2 separate regions of the Rattus norvegicus genome follow, and region 2 is linked to region 1. Evidence: chromatin contacts called from public Hi-C data. All regions are on one chromosome and are shown on one strand. Each heading gives the region's core, a stretch centred on a gene start, on an enhancer-like site or on the middle of the called end of the contact. The rest is flanking DNA. Distances are from core to core; before and after follow the strand shown. Region 1 holds the start of Tmcc3 (transmembrane and coiled-coil domain family 3). Region 2 has its middle 87 kb from the start of Tmcc3.

Region 1 (2,700 bases), core at 26-2,525:
CCTGCCTGCCTGCCTGCCTGCCTGCCTGTCTGTCTGTCTGTCTGATACACATTGCACTTTCAATAAACAGTAGAACACCCTATATTATCCGGCACCTTGCTTTTCTTCTCTTAACTATACATGTTAGAATGACTCCGTAGTTAGAGGGCTGCTGCATCTGCTACACTTGTCTAATACTCCATTGAGCAGACATGCTTTGGTTCTCTGGTCTCCTTGTACAGGACACGTAGGTCAGGTCATCCTCAGTCTCTGTAATGACCTCCTAGCCGGAGTTCCTTATCCTTCATCAGTGCCTCTCACAGTGCCTCTCACAGACCTCTTAGACTTTTGTTCTGATCTTGTCAAGTCCTGGTTCAGGAAGCCCGGCAGCTTGCCAAACACCCACAAAGCAAAGCTAAACTTCTTAATGTTTAAAGTACAGCCCCTCCCCAACCCCAGCCCCAGACCCCAGTCTCCATTCTTCTACCTTTGTGCCAGAAACCACCTACTAAACCGACACCTTGAGGTGTTGTTTTGTTTTGTTTTCCAAATGCACAGACCTGTTTTGCCTCAGCCAGCTAGGGGATAAACACCTCCTCCCCTCCCTGTAGGCAGATCACAGTGCACTCTGGGCCTGTTAGGATCAGTGATCTAAACCTGCCAATCCGGTCTCAGAGTGGATTCCAACATAACCGGACCTTATGTAGTGAATTTGGGGTTAGGCAACCAATACCCCATCGATTACCAATCAGTACTTTTTCTCTCAGACTCCAGATCCTTTGTGGGCAGGGAGCACTCGCTGAGACTAGAGAACGCTAAAGTGAAAAGATGTCCGGGTTTCAAAGTAGCTTACAACACAGTGAGTCACACAAGCACAATTAAGATACACAACACAGTGGGAGTGCGGCTCTGTGGAATTCTAGATGGGAAAATGTCCCTCCCTTCTGGAATCTTTAGCCGACTGTCCAGGTCCAGCGTAGCTGTCCAGCAAGTAAGTGTCCTGTTGAGTGAAATATATATACATATATATTTCATTCATATTTATATAGGCAGCCCTTAAGGTACCGGCAACCTCATGCTCAAACCCGTCTTTTATCACACTCAAGTGGGTCCATAACCTGTGCCGGCATCGCTCATCTGAGCCGGGGGAGGCGTGGGAGCCGTGGGAGCGCGTGGGCCCCGGTTGCAGGCAGGGAGGGCAGCTGAGCCGGGCACCTGGAGCGGGTCTAGGCGCCGCGCGGGGCGCAGGGGCGGGGAGCGGGGGAAGGGGCGGAGACTGTCGCCCGCCTCCCCACCCCAGCGGCGGCGGCGCAGGGCCGCGGGGTGTCGGCAGCAGCTGCAGCCGCCCGCGCCACCCCCCTCGGCCGCGGCTCCGGGGCGAGGGTGAGCGGAGCACGGCGGGCAGCTGCCACCCGGCGCCGAGTGGAGCGGCGGCCCCCGAGAACGCAAAGTTGTCAGTCTAAGCGCAGACATGCCGGGCAGCGACACGGCGCTCACTGTGGACCGGACCTACTCCGACCCCGGCCGGCACCACCGCTGCAAGAGCCGGGTGAGGGCGCGCACAGGGCGGCGTGGGGGTGCGAGTCTGCGTGGGGAGGGTGCGGGCCGGGTCGGCTGGGAGACACAGCACCGCGGAACCCATCGCCGGTCTCTCTCCGCCGGGAAGGTCCGGGGAAAACCTGCGGCCCGGGGACGCGGTGTCACCGCTGGAATCGGAGCTAGTCAGCCCTATTCCACGACGTTGTAGCCCGTCCGGCTCTCCTCCCCGCCAGAGAGCGCACGCTGCCTGCGGGGGGGCTCCCGGGACTCCCTTGATCTGGCTCCCGGCACAGCCACCTGCGGGGCTCTGCATTGCTGCTGCGTCCCCAGCCTCGCAGCCGAGTCCCCTGCACCGTGCGCCCGGGACGCGCTGCCTAGATCAAAAGTCGATCTCGGCATGGACGCTCCGGAGTTGGGAGCCGTGCAGAGGGGGCGCCTTCGCCACGGTTTGCAGCGTAATTTGCTGTTGCTGATTTTGGCTGTGAGCGAAAATAGCTCTTCTGAGCAAGCTGTGGAGACCGGCCATGGAGGGCTTCATTATAAAGACGGAGGCCACAGCCACAGCTCTGGCCCCCCTGAGGAACACCTTCCCTTCTGGGCAGCTCAGGTGTCCAGTAAGGATGTGAGCCCCAGCCCTCCACCCCCATCCTACCCCAACCCACCCCGATCCTGTCTCCTCTTGGCTGATTAAAGTGCCATTTGAAACAGCACCTCCTCCACTTTGGCAGGCGACACCTGGAGTTGTTCTCTGAGCCTCCCAACTTCTGGCTTGTCCGAGGAACAGGGGATTCGATGTCAGCTTCCTTGTATAAAGTTCTTAGAGACAGAACGGACATAGTTTCTACCCCTCCACCTCTAAGATCAAGTTGGGGCTATAAGTGACGGGCTTATGCAGGGGTCCTTTATACAGAATGTGAGTGTGCAGTTACAATTTGAAACAGTAATCGATTGTCCCCGAAGTGACATGTTTACCTCGTTTCTCTTTTCACTTTAGCGCCTCTTAATCAGTTTAGGAAAAATGATTTTTTTAACACAAATTTAATGTGTTCGGGATAATCGCTCCTGCATCGACCGACTCTTTCTGGGTTTCTTTAGAAGTTTCCTAACAGTGCACCAGGAAAGTATTCCAAAACTCCCTAAGAAAAACATTTAGAGTTTTGGTTACCTGCGGTCAGAAGTTTG
Region 2 (2,700 bases), core at 10-2,509, 87 kb after region 1:
TACTATTATTATTATATGTGCTGGGACATGTTAAACAAGTGCCTACATCCCAAACTTATTTGAAGTGCTTCAAATAATTTTACAGGAGATGTCTTCCACCTCCAAGTCAAAAGTGCCTATCTGCCACAGGTCCCTGTAGCCTCACGGCCTGTTTTGAGTAAAGGTGTGGGAGGAAGGGCTCTGTGGGGTAGAAAAGGGGAGCAGGTGTCCAGTGCCCCCGAGTATGCACAGCCTCCATCCTGAGTGTGGGTGTTATAACATAAGCAGGATTCAGAGAATAAATGGTTAAATGATAGGTCACACGTAAAATATGACGAGGATGGGGGGACAAGGGACCTTCTTTCTCTCTTGGAGGCAGTTAACTGGTATTTTCAGGTCTCCATTCCACCCACCCCTACCTTCAGAGACCTGCTAGAAGTCCTACTCAAGGCCTGTGGAACCCTTAATTGGTTGCCCCATCACCTAAGAAGCATGACAGACTCCACCTGCCAAGGTTCAAAGTCCAGGGCGTGGGCATGATAATGGGGTTAGAAAGATCTCGAGGGCTTGGCTGGAAGCTGCCTGTGTTTCTAATGTCTGGCTGCTAGCCACTGACAAAGGAGGCAGAAAGCCAAGGTTTAGACAAGGGAGAGGCTGGAGGTCCTGGAGGCCGATGTGAGCGTGACAGGGTCCTTCGAAAGTACTCCACCTATGTGTGTTAAGATGTATAGGCTGATTTGAGTCCAACTTGTGGCAGTCCTATAGGATCCTGGTGATCATTGAGAAAGCTCAATGATCAAGGTTTGGAAAGAAGAATTGAGCCTCCATCACCAAGAACAAAACTCTGGAACCGACTACCCGGAATCTCCCGATTAATAACCACGAGACAACCCAAAGATATTCTTCCGTCCATCTTTATCCAAGCTGCCCCAAGATGCGGAAACCTACTGATAGTATTGTCCATGCCTGAAGAGTCTTTACCATCGTGGCTAGTTAGTGACTTCTGAACTTGCAGTTTGGGGGGCTCAATGCTAAAAACTGGGTATGCTAGGTAACCAAACAGAGCAATCTTCACAGCTGTTGGCTACTAAAGAAGTTGCACCTCTGTTCAAGCCATTCCTTCTACAATGGCTTACATCATGGGAAGGTGTGAGAGGGGTGGATACGGTCCCCTTCAGACACTGTTGTTATGAGCGTTCCATGGTGTGTAGACCGTTGAAGGTCATCCTAAGATCACCAAGCATGAGCCATCTCAGGGGAACTGGCAGGTTCCTTGGGAAAAAGCTCCTCATTGCTGAGGCTCTAGCAGCCTCTAGGGGTTGCCATGGGTTACTGAGTACTTGATACCTTGTCTGGAATTGTTGAAGCTGAAGTCCTAGGTCTTTCCTCCAGGCGTCTCCAGAGAGCATGGTGGGTTTGATGGTGGGATCCATTGGCTGATGGAACCTGGAAATGGTTAGAGAAAGGGCTAGGGACCCAGGCTGGACCGGTGGTCAGTCAACTTGAATGGGTGCAGCTAAGATTTGCCCCCATTCTCAGTGTGTGTACACACCACAGTGAAGTAGACCCTCCCTGCATCCTCCTAGGCTACAGCGGCTGCTGCTCTTACCCTAAGCTCCTCAGTGTCCAGACGCAGGCATGGGAATCCTGTAGGGCTGTACTAAGGGACTTCTGTCTCCAGAGCCTATCTGTAGCCCCTGTCGCTTTCCAGAATTTTCTTTTTCTTTTCTCTTTTTTCTTTCTTTTAGGAGTGTGTACATGTGTGTGTGCATGCATCTGTGTGTGCATACATGCGCTCATGTGTACATGCACATATGTGTACACGTATGTAGAGTTCAGAAGTCAATGTTGGGTATCTCCTTCTATACACTCTTCCTTATTCTTTTGAGACAGAACTCTGTGAGATTTGCCAGTTCAGCTCGATCATCTGGTCAGAGAGCCCTGAGAAGTCCCGTGTCCACGCACCAAGCATGCACTGCTGAGCTGTTGACTTATTTATGTATTTGACTTGGGTGCCGGGGATCAAACTCAAGTGTTCATGTTCACGCAGCAGGCACTTTACTGTGAGCCATCTCTTCAGCTCTCAGACTCCAGTCTTTAATGACTTATCTCAGATCGACCCAGTCCTATCACTCTCTGTGTAAGAGTGTTCAGCAACACTCACTACCCTGGATGAATATGAAATTCCATACATGGGCCCCTTTCCTGCTCTGTTTCCTGAGCATGGCTCTACATTCTTGCCAGGATGAATTCTCTCAGAACTTCCAATGTCCTGCCTGATACTTACTACATGGCAGCCTCTTCTAAGAGCTGAGACTCTGTGGACTTCATGGGCCTTTGTAACAACTAAGTGTGTGTGTGTGTGTCTGTGTGTGTGTGTGTGTGTGTGCGTGTGTGTGTCTGTCCGTCTGTGTGTGTATCTCTTTGTGTGTTTGTATGTCTGTATGTGTATATCTGTGTGTAAGTGTGTATATCTGTGTATCTGTGTGTTTGTGAATGTGTCTCTGTGTGTATATTTGTAAGTGTGTGTATCTGTGTGTTTTCATGTGTGTCTGTGTGTGTTTGTGAGTGTGCGTGTGCATGAATATGTGTGTCTCTGTGTGTGTGTCTATGCACATGTATACAAATGGGTGTGGTGATATGTATATGTGCATGTGAGTGACTGAATATGGATTAGTGAGCATGCATGTGTGTGTGTTTGTAAGTGTGTGTCAGTGTGCA

Evidence for each region. A called contact is a pair of places that touch in the nucleus more often than the background predicts.
Region 2: a contact with region 1 is called in a Hi-C map of kidney, with 2.5 times the contacts expected there. The contact joins the enhancer-like site here to the promoter of Tmcc3 in region 1. A contact is called at or near these places in 6 of 12 Hi-C or Micro-C datasets (the A7r5 cell line, Schwann cells, kidney and 2 more) and 1 of 1 datasets of contacts at active chromatin or transcription factors (oligodendrocytes).

What each region holds. Positions count from the first base shown.
Region 1 is chr7:30,985,858-30,988,557 of GRCr8, forward strand. It overlaps Tmcc3 (transmembrane and coiled-coil domain family 3), which reads left to right and starts at 1,276. Exons shown (of 4, transcript NM_001108084.2): 1 at 1,276-1,528. The coding sequence starts at 1,451.
Region 2 is chr7:31,073,007-31,075,706 of GRCr8, forward strand. No RefSeq gene overlaps it. Among named protein-coding and RNA genes, the nearest start is that of Tmcc3, 87 kb to the left of the region's middle. Within about 2 kb of position 1,260, at least 2 of the 93 cell types and tissues checked have an H3K27ac peak or open chromatin away from gene starts, as enhancers often do.